Linked DNA regions of Mus musculus: all the other regions are linked to region 4. A link is a contact called in public Hi-C and HiChIP or PLAC-seq data. All regions are on one chromosome and are shown on one strand. Each heading gives the region's core, a stretch centred on a gene start, on an enhancer-like site or on the middle of the called end of the contact. The rest is flanking DNA. Distances are from core to core; before and after follow the strand shown.

Region 1 (2,700 bases), core at 153-2,652, 150 kb before region 4:
CATTGGTAGAAAGGGAATGATAATTTTATCTCATGAAATGGCCCTTGGGACTGAATGAGGCAATGCCTGTAACATGCCCAAAGTAAATACTTGTAAAAAAAATGTAGTAGTTAAAACTACTATCATTATCATGGTGTTTATGAAATTAATTGTTGGTAAATAAGCTTCTATATAAACTTGGTTCTTACTTTCAACTGGGGTTTTTCTTTTGTTTAAATATATGCAATTCTTAGTATTTATGGAGCAGTGCTAACAGTTGAACCCAATGTTTCCTTTTTTTTTTTTTTTTTTAAATGTATTGAGCACCTAAAGCCAAAAGCAGAACATCCTTTGGACGTTTGGAAAAATACTTCATGAAAGTCACCTTGTTTGCCTGCTGCTCTTGCCTTATGTTTAAACAATTGTTACTTGTTTGCAAGTTTGCTTGTCTTATTTCTATCTTTTTTGTTCCACCGGCTCACAGCATCATTATCTCTTGAGTTCTTGTAGTTCTTTATAGATTAGAAAGCATTTTCCCACAAATTCGCAGTGTGCCTACAATGCATCTATTCAGTCTTACAGAGGTCACTGCAGAGATCATTGCTATCTTCATGTTGCAGACACAGAAACTTGTTCAGGGTCAGTCAGTAAGGGGCGGGCCAGGATCTGATCTCAGGTTCATCTGGCTGAAAAGCTTAGCCTTCTACTGCACCAGGCGATTTGAATGAATATCTATTAGTACGAAATACAGACAGAAAGTAACCTGTCACATGGAAGAAATGTCCTTATATCCTTTTGTTTTGTTTTTGTTTTAATCCAACATTTAAGGAACCAGTAAACGACAGGGTTACCAACACAAATCAAGGTACTCACTAAATATCCATTGGAAAGTGTGAACTCCTATCCTCAACTACATAGTGACCGCAAGGCCAACCTGGACTAGACCCTATCTCAAAAAACAACCAACCAAACACAAAACCAAACCACCAACTCACTCTGCCTATGCCTGCAGGTTTCAGAGACACCTTCATAAAGACCTTTGAGCCAGGTATTGAAGAATACAAGAAAATGTAGAACAGATTTGCAGTTAAAGAACTAGGAGCCTGGATAACAGGAAGTGGAGTCATCAGATCAGTGAGAGTGGCAGGAAGTTCTCCCTTCCTCCCTGGAAGCTGGGACATAGTCAGCTTGTTTTGTTTCTTAGAAAAACTAAATGTTTAATTTTTAAAAGAATATCTTTTATATATTCTTTGGCATTTGTATACATGTATACATGAGCACCTTCATCGTCATTTGAGACAGGTTCCCACAGTCTTGCCCTGTTGCCCTGATTGGCAGAGAGTTTACTTTGAAACATAGACTGGCTTTTAACTTCCTCATACCTCAGCCTTTGAGTGCTGGAATTGCACGCATGCAAAAACTGCTCAGCTCCTAGTGGTGGGTCTTGGATTTTTAGAATATTCTAGATTAGGAGATAGTACATTGGGTAAAAAAGCTAACTATTAAAACTTGAGTTTCATCTCTGAATTTCACATGGTAGAAAGAACCAACTCTTGTAAATTGTCTTCTTCTACACACATGCAGTATATATACATACGAATTAATAAATATTTAAAAAAACAATTTTAAGTGGCGGTTGGGTGTGGAAAGAAATTTGGAAAGATTAGCACCTGACAGCCCACAGACTGTAGAGAGTTTTCATAGCCTGGGGGAGGGGTATGGGGGGTTGGGGTGGTAGCCAAGGCACACCAACCCACAAAAGGCAGTTTCAAAATAGTATCAAGTTTTAAGATATCGTACATGAGCTGACTAAGATCTCTCTGGCACTGCTTGATACCAAGCACATTGGGACATCACTTTTGAAATAGCAGCTCAGACCCAGGGTGAAGAGACGAGCTTTATGCAGCTAATTTTGTGGCACAAACCGGTTTTTCTTCCATTGAAGGAGTTGGGAGAGCATGCAATGGTCCCCTCAGCATTAAAGAGCACTCGATACTTTCTGCGATCAGTGAGAAAGGGGACAGACACGAAACAAACTTGCTCTGAGGGCTGTGGATGAGTGACAGAGTGTGTATCTAACGTGCACAGGACCCTAGTACTGGAAGAACTAAGTAAGGGCTGGGTCTCAGAGGTCTCATTATCTTAATTTGATTACTTCTAGTGAGTAAAGTAAAAACTAAGGTTGTCCAAAGATACCTAAAGCTAGGACCTTAACAATGCGGTATTTGTTTTGTTCGGGGCTAACTCTTCCTAGAATTCCCTTTCCTAACTGACCTGGCCTTATACAGAGTAGTAAAGTTTCCCAAGACGGAGTCTCTGCCTGGGCTTTTTTTTTGGTTGTCAGTAAAGAAGGCCCATGCCTGTCTTCTTCCTCTATGGAGAAGACAGTATGCATTAGGCTGAAAAGACATCTTCTAAAAAGAAGAAAGACATTAGATCGCTGCTTCTAAGCTGTAAAGCAAGCTGTAAAATAATAAAACAATGACCACAAAGCCATTACAAAATGTGTATATCACAGAATGCTTCTTAAAATTAAATGTAAACGTTTTATTTTATGTATATAGGTGTTTTACCTGCACGGGTGTTTGTCCACCACTTGTGTGCCTGGCGCAGGTAAAGCCCAGTAGAGGACATCAGATCCCTTGGACCGACAGGTACAGATTGTTGCGAGCTGCCACAGTGAGTGCTGGGAATCGGACTGGGGTCCTCAGCGCTCATAGC
Region 2 (2,700 bases), core at 45-2,544, 230 kb before region 4:
TCCATGTCCCTTCACTACAGACCAGCATTGAGTGTAAGAATCTCTCCCCATGATGAGGACAAGAGGGAGGGACCACACTTTCCGTGCAATCCCCAGATGTCATGTCTCCTTTTCTGTTTTGCAGCCACTCATCAAAGTGCCTTAGCCATCTGGTCTGGATTCTCACCCTTGAGTGCCCAGCCTCCTGTGTGTTCCTTGATTGGGGCATGTACAGCCTTTGGGGCATTCCTAGGAGGGTGAGAAGTCTATCTTGGCTTATTGTATGCTCTAGTGCAGTGTCTGGTATACATTAGGTGCTCAAAAAGCATATCCTGGTGAGACACTGTTGTCCCTTCTGTCCCCTCACTAGCCTGGGTGGAACTCAGGCTGTTACAGGAAGCATAGAGCTGACATCCAGGAAATAAATGCTCCTGGAAATTAATTGGCCACCCTAAGTAAAATCTAGGAGAGGGATTGTAATACATATGTAATACTTGTAGAATAATTGATATTTTCCACTTCCCACCTGTATGAAAAAAAAAAATCAAAACAAGCAGACTCCATGTGACTGTACAATTGTCCTGCTTGAAGCCCCAGACACCTATAACCTCCAAATTTCTAAGCGATGGGAATTCATGTTCAGAAGTGATTGCTGATATTCTGAAGACAGTCTGCTTTTATTTTTGCAAACACAGATAGATAATTTAGGGGGAAAATACCGGGCATGATCAAAGAGTTCCTTACTAATAGGGCAACTAATAAAAGCATTGCTAAGAGAGGCATTCTTAAGCACTTAATAGCCCTTTTATGGAACTATATTTATCTTCTCTCCAAAACAATAAAGACATGATACAAAAACATTCATTAGGTTAGAATACAACCAATGAGATTAGAATGCAAAGCTATTCACATACACACTCTCCTCTCCTCTCCTCTCCTCTTCCCTTCCCTGCCCTCCCTTCCCCTCCTCCCCCATCTCCTTCATCCTTGAGCCGCCTGCATTGTAAAGCAGTTTTTAAAATCACAAGACACAAGGCCAGACAGGCCAATGATGTTGCTTCCATTTGGATTATGAATTACAAAACACTAAAACAACTGGAAGCAATTACACAAATAGCTGAGGAACTGCTCAGGCGAATCAGAATATGGAGCATTCTACAAAATAACCGACGATAAAAAAATAGTCTCACACAAACAATCCAAACACAAGAGCACAGAAAGCACAAAGGAGCAAGGACAGAGAGCAACTCTGAATCCAGAGATCCAGAGTGGGGGCCCGGGCTGCAGCAGTGAAGCTTGCTGGCTCCTGGGTAAGGCACTGGCAGCACACTAGGGACCTGAGCTCCATCCGGCACCACCCCTCTGCGGCTCCTTCTTCAGTAAGCTGTCTCCTTTGCCTGTTAATATCTCCCCGAGCCTGTTGGATTCTTTCTTCAGGAACACAATAATCTGGAACACTCCAGGTGGTGCCCCCTGAACTCTGTTATCGAGACCAGCCCAACTGCTCTCAAGTCTAGGTCTGGATGATCCTCACGAGCTCCAGGCCAGCTTGGGCTACATACGGAGACTGTTTCAAAATAAAGATAAATATGTCAAGCAAACCAGAACAAAATAATCTTGCAGTCCAAAAGCTCCCACCATTCCTGTGGCCCAGCCTGACTTTCCAGCTCCCTGAACCAGCCAGTCCTTCATGCCTAAGGGCTTTGACAGACTGTTCTCTTGCCTGCAGTGCCTGCCCATGTTCCAGGTTCCTTAACAAGCTAATCCTGCTTACCCTCAGGAAATTCTAGCTGAGGCCCTGGACTACATTATAACCATTCCTGCCAAAAAGCCATTTTTAAAAGACAATCTTTCCCTTCATAATATTGTGGGGAAATAAAACTTCCCTGGATTTCTCTGCGTTCTAATCAAAAGCTGTAGAGCATGTCATAATAATTAATTTTTTCATTTTTCTCTGATCTCAAAGAATAACAAATATTTTCTTTCCCAGTGGAGTGTGAAAATTATATCCTGGAATAGGAAAGTCATTTTAAGAGCATGTAAGAACCACTCAGCTCAATGTATTAAATCTGTTGCCCAACAGGGGTTCTGAATCGCTTTAGTCTGAGGCTATGTTTTCTTACTTTAGATGAACTTCAGGATTCCACTTAAGAAGCCATCCATAGGGGCTGGAGAGATGATTTGGAGCCTAAGCGCACGGGTGGCTCTTGCAGAGAGCCTGGGTTCAGTCCCCAGCACCACATGGTGTCTCACAATCACTGTAACTCCACTTCCAGGGACTGAACACCCTCTTCTGGCCTCTATGGGCACTGTACACATCAGGTACTTAAGTGCATGCAAGCATATACATAAAATAAAATTTTTAAAGTTTTTTTTTTTTAAATCTTCAAGGGCCAGCAAGATGGTTCAGTGGGTAAAACTGCTTGCTACAAAAGCCCTACAACTTGACCTAGATCCCTTGGTGGGAGAAGAGAACTGATTCCCAAAAGTAGTCTTCAAGCCTATGCCTTGGACACATCTGCTATACAACACACACATACACACCATTTATAGTAAATAAAATTTTTTAAATCAAGAAACATTCAAAATATTCTCCATTTAGGCTCCAAAGCTGCAGATACCATTTATATGAAAGTTATTCTTTAAATGTACAAAATAATTTCAATTCCCTATAATTTCTAGAGTTAGTTATAAGAATATATATAATACACACACACACAC
Region 3 (2,700 bases), core at 157-2,656, 170 kb before region 4:
TATAATCTCAGAATTTAAGAATCTGAGCCAGGAGGATCATTATAAGTTTAAGGCCAGCTAAGGCTGCAGAGTGAAGGCCTGCCAACGAAAGGGCAGGAGACAGGAGACTGCTCAGTCAGTAAAGTACTTGCCATACTGCATGATGTCTTGAGTTCAATTCCCAATGCCTATGTAAAAGGTCAAGTATGGTGGCACGTACTTGCTATTATAGCACTGTGAGGCAGAGACAAGAGGGTCCCTGGGGCCTGCTGGCTCCCCAGTCTAGCCTAACCAGCAAGACCCAGGTTATGGTGAGGTGAGAAAGTCTGTCTCAAAAAGCAAAGACAACATCTCAACAACTGAGTAAGGATACCTGAGGATGTTGTCTGACCTCCACATGTAAGTAAATACTCAGGGAATGTGCACATCTAACTGCATTCATCCTAATACCTGCACACACACACATACACACACACATATGTATATGTATATATACTCACACACACACATATACACTCACACATGCACATAAGCTGGGTGTGGTGGTATTTATTGTCTGTAACTTCAGTACTCAGGAAGCAAAGACAGAGTAAGGATCAGGAGTTCAAAGCCAGCCTGGGCTGATATAAAAATAAAAAATTAGGAAGGCAAGCCCAAGCCCATGGGTTTCCTGAGAAGCAGCTGAGACATCAGAGCTGGGCCCTGCGTGAGAGGAACTGACAGTGGCCAGCTCCCAGTGTTCTCGCTGGCTGTGTGCTGATGTGAGGTTTTCCTGAGAAGATGCGAAGCATTGCCCTTACCTATGGGGCAGTGAGAGTTGAGAACCTCCCTTCAGAGGCAGGGAGGAGAGGAAATAAAGGCCTCCCTCAAAACCTCTTCTAGCTCAAGCTGCCAAATGGCTCTGGGACTCTGGGACTCGGGTTGGTCCCAGGAAGTGGAGTCAGCAACTCTGAGGAAGGGACTGGGCACCGAGTGTTTGGGTGGAATGCCAGCTCCTCAAAAGAATGCTTCTTTGTCCTCGTGCCATCCGTGCCAAAGCAAAACACATTTATCAGCAGTCGAAAACTGCAAGGGAGAGTCCATAGAGTTTAAGCAACAGAAAGGGGCCAGGAGAAATTGATTGTTCGTGATAATCATTACTAATTTAAGGAGTTTGAAATGTTTTGCTAGTCTCTTCCCTGAGGGAGCAGGTTTTACTATTTTACTTCACAAAGCATAAGTGTGTGCAAGGGCTTAGTCCTCAGGGGCTTATTTTCCATCTACTTTTGTGACTATAGCGCTTCTTGCCCTACAACCGCACCCTCCCAATGGCAGTTTTCAGGACTTAACCCCCGCGAATGCAGTGTTGGTGGAAAAGTGGCTCAGGTGCTTGGCATTTGAGCAGCTCCTCCTGACAGGACATAAATAGTGGGTTCCAGGTACTGTGTGGTAAGCGTGATTTCAGGAATATTCTGAGTCACCTGTTACTTTTTCCCTCTGCCCGTAGAACTTAATTAGCAATGGCAACTTGATTCATTTGAATGTGTTGGTTTTTTTTTTTTTCTCTCTCTCTCTCTCCTTTCTCCACAGATGGATGGACAAAACGGTGGGTACAATCTAAACATCAGTCAGATTACGGCCAATTCCAGCTAGCCTCGGGAAAATTTTATCAAGATAAAGAGAGAGATAAAGGTAAATTCTAGAATTCGGGGCCGTAATGATTGTATGACTTTAACTCGATTGCTTTTAATCCGTGATTACCAATTCATTTCTCTTACTGGATAGATAGATAAATAAATAAATAAAATGGGTGGAGCTGAACATGGTGGTGCACGCCTGTAACCCCCATACTCAGGAGATTGAAACATCCAGGTTGCGGCCACTTAGGGCTAAATGATGAGTTCCAGAGCAGGCTGGATTACAGAGTAAGACCCTGTCACAATCAAACACACACACACAAAAAATGTTAAGTAAAAAAGGGTAGTCTCGCCACAAAACTTATTATGCTTTGTAGCTGAATAATGGGTATTTTAAGCTGGCCTTTTGCATATCTTGTCTTTCATCTTTCTAACATTTTCACCAAGTGGTTATTAGTATCTTCCCAGTTTTTCAGAGGAGCCTCAGAAAGGTTTTCATATTTGCCCGAGGCTATACTCTACAGTTGAGGGGAACAGCTGAGGCTTGACTTGGATCTGACTCTAGGGACCGTGCTCATTACCACTAATGTGTGCTGTTTTCCCCAAACTCCTAGGATTTTACAAGTAGTGTTCTGTCCTGGAAACCTGAGAAAGCACTGCCAAACACCCAAATGTCTGTCTAGAGCAGCGTTTCGTGCCTCACTGACGAGCTGTAGAATTGGAGCACGTCTTTTTACTTCTCCAAGTGTTTGCTGTTAGACAAAGATAGCTATCACCTGCCATGTTCACTAGGCAGAGCTTTCGTAAAGGCCCAATAACACTGTGGAGGAAGGCTGAGCTCCAAGGACAAGGACTGGGGGCATGGGCTCTTGGTCTGAGAAAGCTTTTGTTCTATAAATAGACTTCATTGATCACCCCCTGGAGTGATTTCCCATCTTCCTCCATCTGGCTACTGTTGTGAATCTCATTTTCATATTTATTAAAGGGGGAGAATTATGAGCTGGTTTGAGCATTTTAAAATCTTGTTTAAATCCTTTCTGGAAAGTTGTGTTTAGAGGACAGAGATCTGGAGACTGAGCAGTTCCCAGGACGCCCGTGTCTTGGT
Region 4 (2,700 bases), core at 192-2,691:
AGGCTCAGCTCCCATCTGCTCCGGACAGACCCTTCCCCCCCCCTTCCCCCTTCCCCAACATACTCACCCTCGTCTGGGTTCCTTAAATAATGGTTGCTGGTACATGCTGTTGTGGTCAGGTTCCCATCATCGTCTTTTCAAGCCCATATGTGAGGCTACCAAAGTTGGGATAGTTTCCACATAGCAGTGCCTGGCCTCTGCTCACACAGAGCAGCATAAGGACATCCTGGGAAATAGCTCAGCAGTCAAGAGCATTGGCTGCTCTTCCAGAGGACAGAGGTTCAATTCCCAGCACCTACATGGCGCCTCACAATGTCTGTAACTCCAGCTCCAGGGGATGTGTCACTTTCACTCTGGCATAGCTGCAGGCAAAACTCTAATACACATAAAAATATTTTTAAAAAGAACAACAAACAACTCACAGTCTTTCCAGGCAGTTATCTTGATGAGAGCAGCAATCCCCCAGACATTTCTCCCTATTCCTAAACTCAAGTTGCCTGGCTCCTCTGGGATCTGATCCAAGTCCTTCCCACCATGGCTGCATTTGCAGGCTGCTCTTTTTTGCTTCCTCTTCTGACATCCTGGAGCTCAGGGCCAATCCCTCCTCCTGTCCCTTGCCTTTCTAAAGGGACAGCTCTAATCTAATGGCAGCCACGTGTTATGATGAGTCACCAGAGCATCTGGGGCCCAGAGGTAGTGGCCGGTTAACTCTTAATGGGCCAGGGCTCTCTGCTAGAAGATCATGTGGGCTTCTTCGGAACCTGTCTCAGGTCTAAGTGCAAAGTGGGCATCTGGGGGATGGACCACTCACTCTGGAAGTGAGAGAGGAGGGGGCCAAAGGGAGAAGGGGCTGAGTGTGAGCTTTGGAGTTAGGAGGGCTAAGTTGCAGTTCCTGCTGGCCACTTACTGTAGAGTGGCTCTACACAGGTCACATGAACTCAACCGCTCGAGTTTTCGCATCTGAAAAAAAAAAAAATGGCAATTTTAGGGATTGTTTGAGAAGGAGAGTGTGAGCTGCCTGCTAGCGGTGCGTGCTAACCCGCCCGCTTTCCCGCCTTCTGGTCTCTTGCAAAACACTGGCCCCGTTTGGGCAAGCGGTTAGAATGAATGTCCACGCCTGTCTGCAGAAGCTAGGCTTTCTCCGCTAACATGGCCCGGCAGTGAGGCTGGACCGCGAGATCTCAGGTGTGGGGCCGGGAGCTGAGGCCTAGGGAAGGTGGAGAATTTCCCAGCCCGAGTGGGTGGAGGTGTTGGCAGCTCCGGTCCATGTCTGCGCCGATGCTCCAAGGCCAGGCTGTGCCGACCTTGAGCGCCCGGGTCCCACCTGGCCAGCGCCAGGGGCGGGCGCTGCGCTGCGCGGGCGCGGCCATGGTCCCACTGCGCGGGTGGGCAGCCCGAGACCGGCCCGGCCCCGTCGCCTTCCCCGCCCCCCGGCGCGCCCCTCCCCGGCCGCCGCGTCGCTGGGATCCGGCCGCAGCACCTGGGCTGCGCCTGGCGTCCGGCGCGCGCAGCGATGACCACGGCCAGCGGCCCGGGCGACCTGCCGGCGGGGTGAGTGGCGGAGGCCGCCTCGGGGCGCGGGCCGTGCAGGGCGAACGCTGCGGGGGCCTCCTAGGAGGAGCCCCGGGACCGCACTGCGGCTCCAGCCGCTGCGCAGCCTGCAGCCCGCGCCCCGCTGCCTCCTGGGGACCCTGGCTCAGTCACAGGCCTTCTGGGTCCCAACTTTCTCTCCCTCCTCATGGAGTCTATACCCATGGGGTGGGCCTTGTTACGATCACCCTTCTTTACAGATGAGAAAACTGAGGCATAGCTCTTAAGTGACTTTGATTATCCAGGAGGTAAGAGTGGAAAGTGAGATTTGAACACAGCTCTGTCTGGTGACATCCCCTTTAGGGATATTTGGGGTATTTGAAGGGCTCTAAGTGTGCTCGGGCCCAGGGTATTGGGTGTACCAGGAACCTAGGTTGTCAAGGTGGGTGCTGTCACTATCAACATGGCTGTCTTGGCCAGCCCCACCCCCACCCCTCCAAAGTCACAGTCAGACCCCCTAGGTTGATCCCGGGCACTGCCAGTTGCTGTCTGGAGATAGTCAGCAGCTCTGCTGTGTTTGGGTTTCAGTGCTTAGGGGGCAGTTGCTGGGATCCTAGGCTGCTGGGAGGTTGCTGGGCAGAGAGAGATCCTGCTCAGGTGAGCTGGGAGGGGTGCCTGCCCTACCTGGAGACTCAGACTAGTGACAATATTTGCCAAGGGCCTGAGGCCTGACAGATGAACAGGGAGGAGAGAAACCACCAGCCAGCTGGAAGCCTCTAGTGTGGGTCTGAGAGAATGGTAGCTCGGTGCTGAGGAACATCGTGGCTGGAGGAAGTCACCTGTTAAGTTTTCCCCTAATCATTTTCTGTTGTATAATTTTGGTCAAGGCATTTGACCAAACCTCCCTGACTTCTGGTTCCTGCTTTGGAAAACACAGAGAGGCTGGGTTAGCTACGCTCTTCCTGCTGAGGGTTGAAAGCTCCGGAGCTTGGCTGACTACCTTTCTGCGCAGCCCTGTCCGAACACCACCCTTCAGTATTAGAAGCGTGGTTTTCAGGAGAAAAGGCAGACATGGAACAAGGCTTCCATCCACAAACCCAGACTTGCTGGCTGAAAGCCAGACTCGTCCCTCTTGCCTATATACCACAGCTGTGCCTGAGTCCCTGGAAG

What was found. A called contact is a pair of places that touch in the nucleus more often than the background predicts. HiChIP or PLAC-seq counts read pairs in DNA pulled down with a chosen protein or histone mark.
Region 1: a contact with region 4 is called in an H3K4me3 HiChIP or PLAC-seq map of bone marrow-derived macrophages, with 4 times the contacts expected there. The contact joins the enhancer-like site here to the promoter of Ttc39a in region 4. A contact is called at or near these places in 7 of 39 promoter capture datasets (the C10 cell line, hippocampal neurons, liver and 3 more), 2 of 15 datasets of contacts at CTCF or cohesin (large pre-B cells and pro-B cells), 10 of 484 Hi-C or Micro-C datasets (the Ba/F3 cell line, the G1E-ER4 cell line, the HL-1 cell line and 5 more), 6 of 115 datasets of contacts at active chromatin or transcription factors (bone marrow-derived macrophages, embryonic stem cells, neural stem cells and 1 more) and 4 of 9 other capture datasets (adipose tissue, embryonic stem cells, liver and 1 more).
Region 2: a Hi-C map of embryonic stem cells shows a contact between it and region 4, with 1.9 times the contacts expected there. The contact joins the enhancer-like site here to the promoter of Ttc39a in region 4. A contact is called at or near these places in 4 of 39 promoter capture datasets (the C10 cell line, embryonic stem cells, pre-B cells and 1 more), 1 of 15 datasets of contacts at CTCF or cohesin (pro-B cells), 6 of 484 Hi-C or Micro-C datasets (B cells, the G1E-ER4 cell line, the HL-1 cell line and 2 more), 1 of 115 datasets of contacts at active chromatin or transcription factors (stem cell-derived neural progenitor cells) and 1 of 9 other capture datasets (adipose tissue).
Region 3: a contact with region 4 is called in an H3K4me3 HiChIP or PLAC-seq map of bone marrow-derived macrophages, with 4 times the contacts expected there. The contact joins the promoter of Calr4 here to the promoter of Ttc39a in region 4. A contact is called at or near these places in 5 of 39 promoter capture datasets (the C10 cell line, hematopoietic stem and progenitor cells, liver and 2 more), 5 of 115 datasets of contacts at active chromatin or transcription factors (bone marrow-derived macrophages and embryonic stem cells) and 3 of 9 other capture datasets (adipose tissue, liver and pancreatic islet).

Annotation. Positions count from the first base shown.
Region 1 is chr4:109,254,154-109,256,853 of GRCm38.p6, forward strand. It overlaps Calr4 (calreticulin 4), which reads left to right. Exons shown (of 8, transcript NM_001033226.4): 8 at 1-424. The region is part of intron 2 of Gm40225 (a long non-coding RNA gene); the gene reads right to left. Among named protein-coding and RNA genes, the nearest start is that of Calr4, 20 kb to the left of the region's middle. Within about 2 kb of position 1,403, at least 21 of the 459 cell types and tissues checked have an H3K27ac peak or open chromatin away from gene starts, as enhancers often do. A contact at or near this core is called in the Ba/F3 cell line, the G1E-ER4 cell line and bone marrow-derived macrophages, where this site is marked.
Region 2 is chr4:109,172,582-109,175,281 of GRCm38.p6, forward strand. The region is part of intron 1 of Osbpl9 (oxysterol binding protein-like 9); the gene reads right to left. Among named protein-coding and RNA genes, the nearest start is that of Gm46867, 28 kb to the right of the region's middle. Within about 2 kb of position 1,295, at least 60 of the 459 cell types and tissues checked have an H3K27ac peak or open chromatin away from gene starts, as enhancers often do. A contact at or near this core is called in adipose tissue and embryonic stem cells, where this site is marked.
Region 3 is chr4:109,234,226-109,236,925 of GRCm38.p6, forward strand. Calr4 (calreticulin 4) reads left to right here and starts at 1,407. Exons shown (of 8, transcript NM_001033226.4): 1 at 1,407-1,650. The coding sequence starts at 1,500. The region is part of intron 2 of Gm40225 (a long non-coding RNA gene); the gene reads right to left.
Region 4 is chr4:109,405,659-109,408,358 of GRCm38.p6, forward strand. It overlaps Ttc39a (tetratricopeptide repeat domain 39A), which reads left to right and starts at 1,442. Exons shown (of 18, transcript NM_153392.2): 1 at 1,442-1,551. The coding sequence starts at 1,514. It overlaps Ttc39aos1 (Ttc39a opposite strand RNA 1), which reads right to left and starts at 599. Exons shown (of 4, transcript NR_131195.1): 1 at 68-599.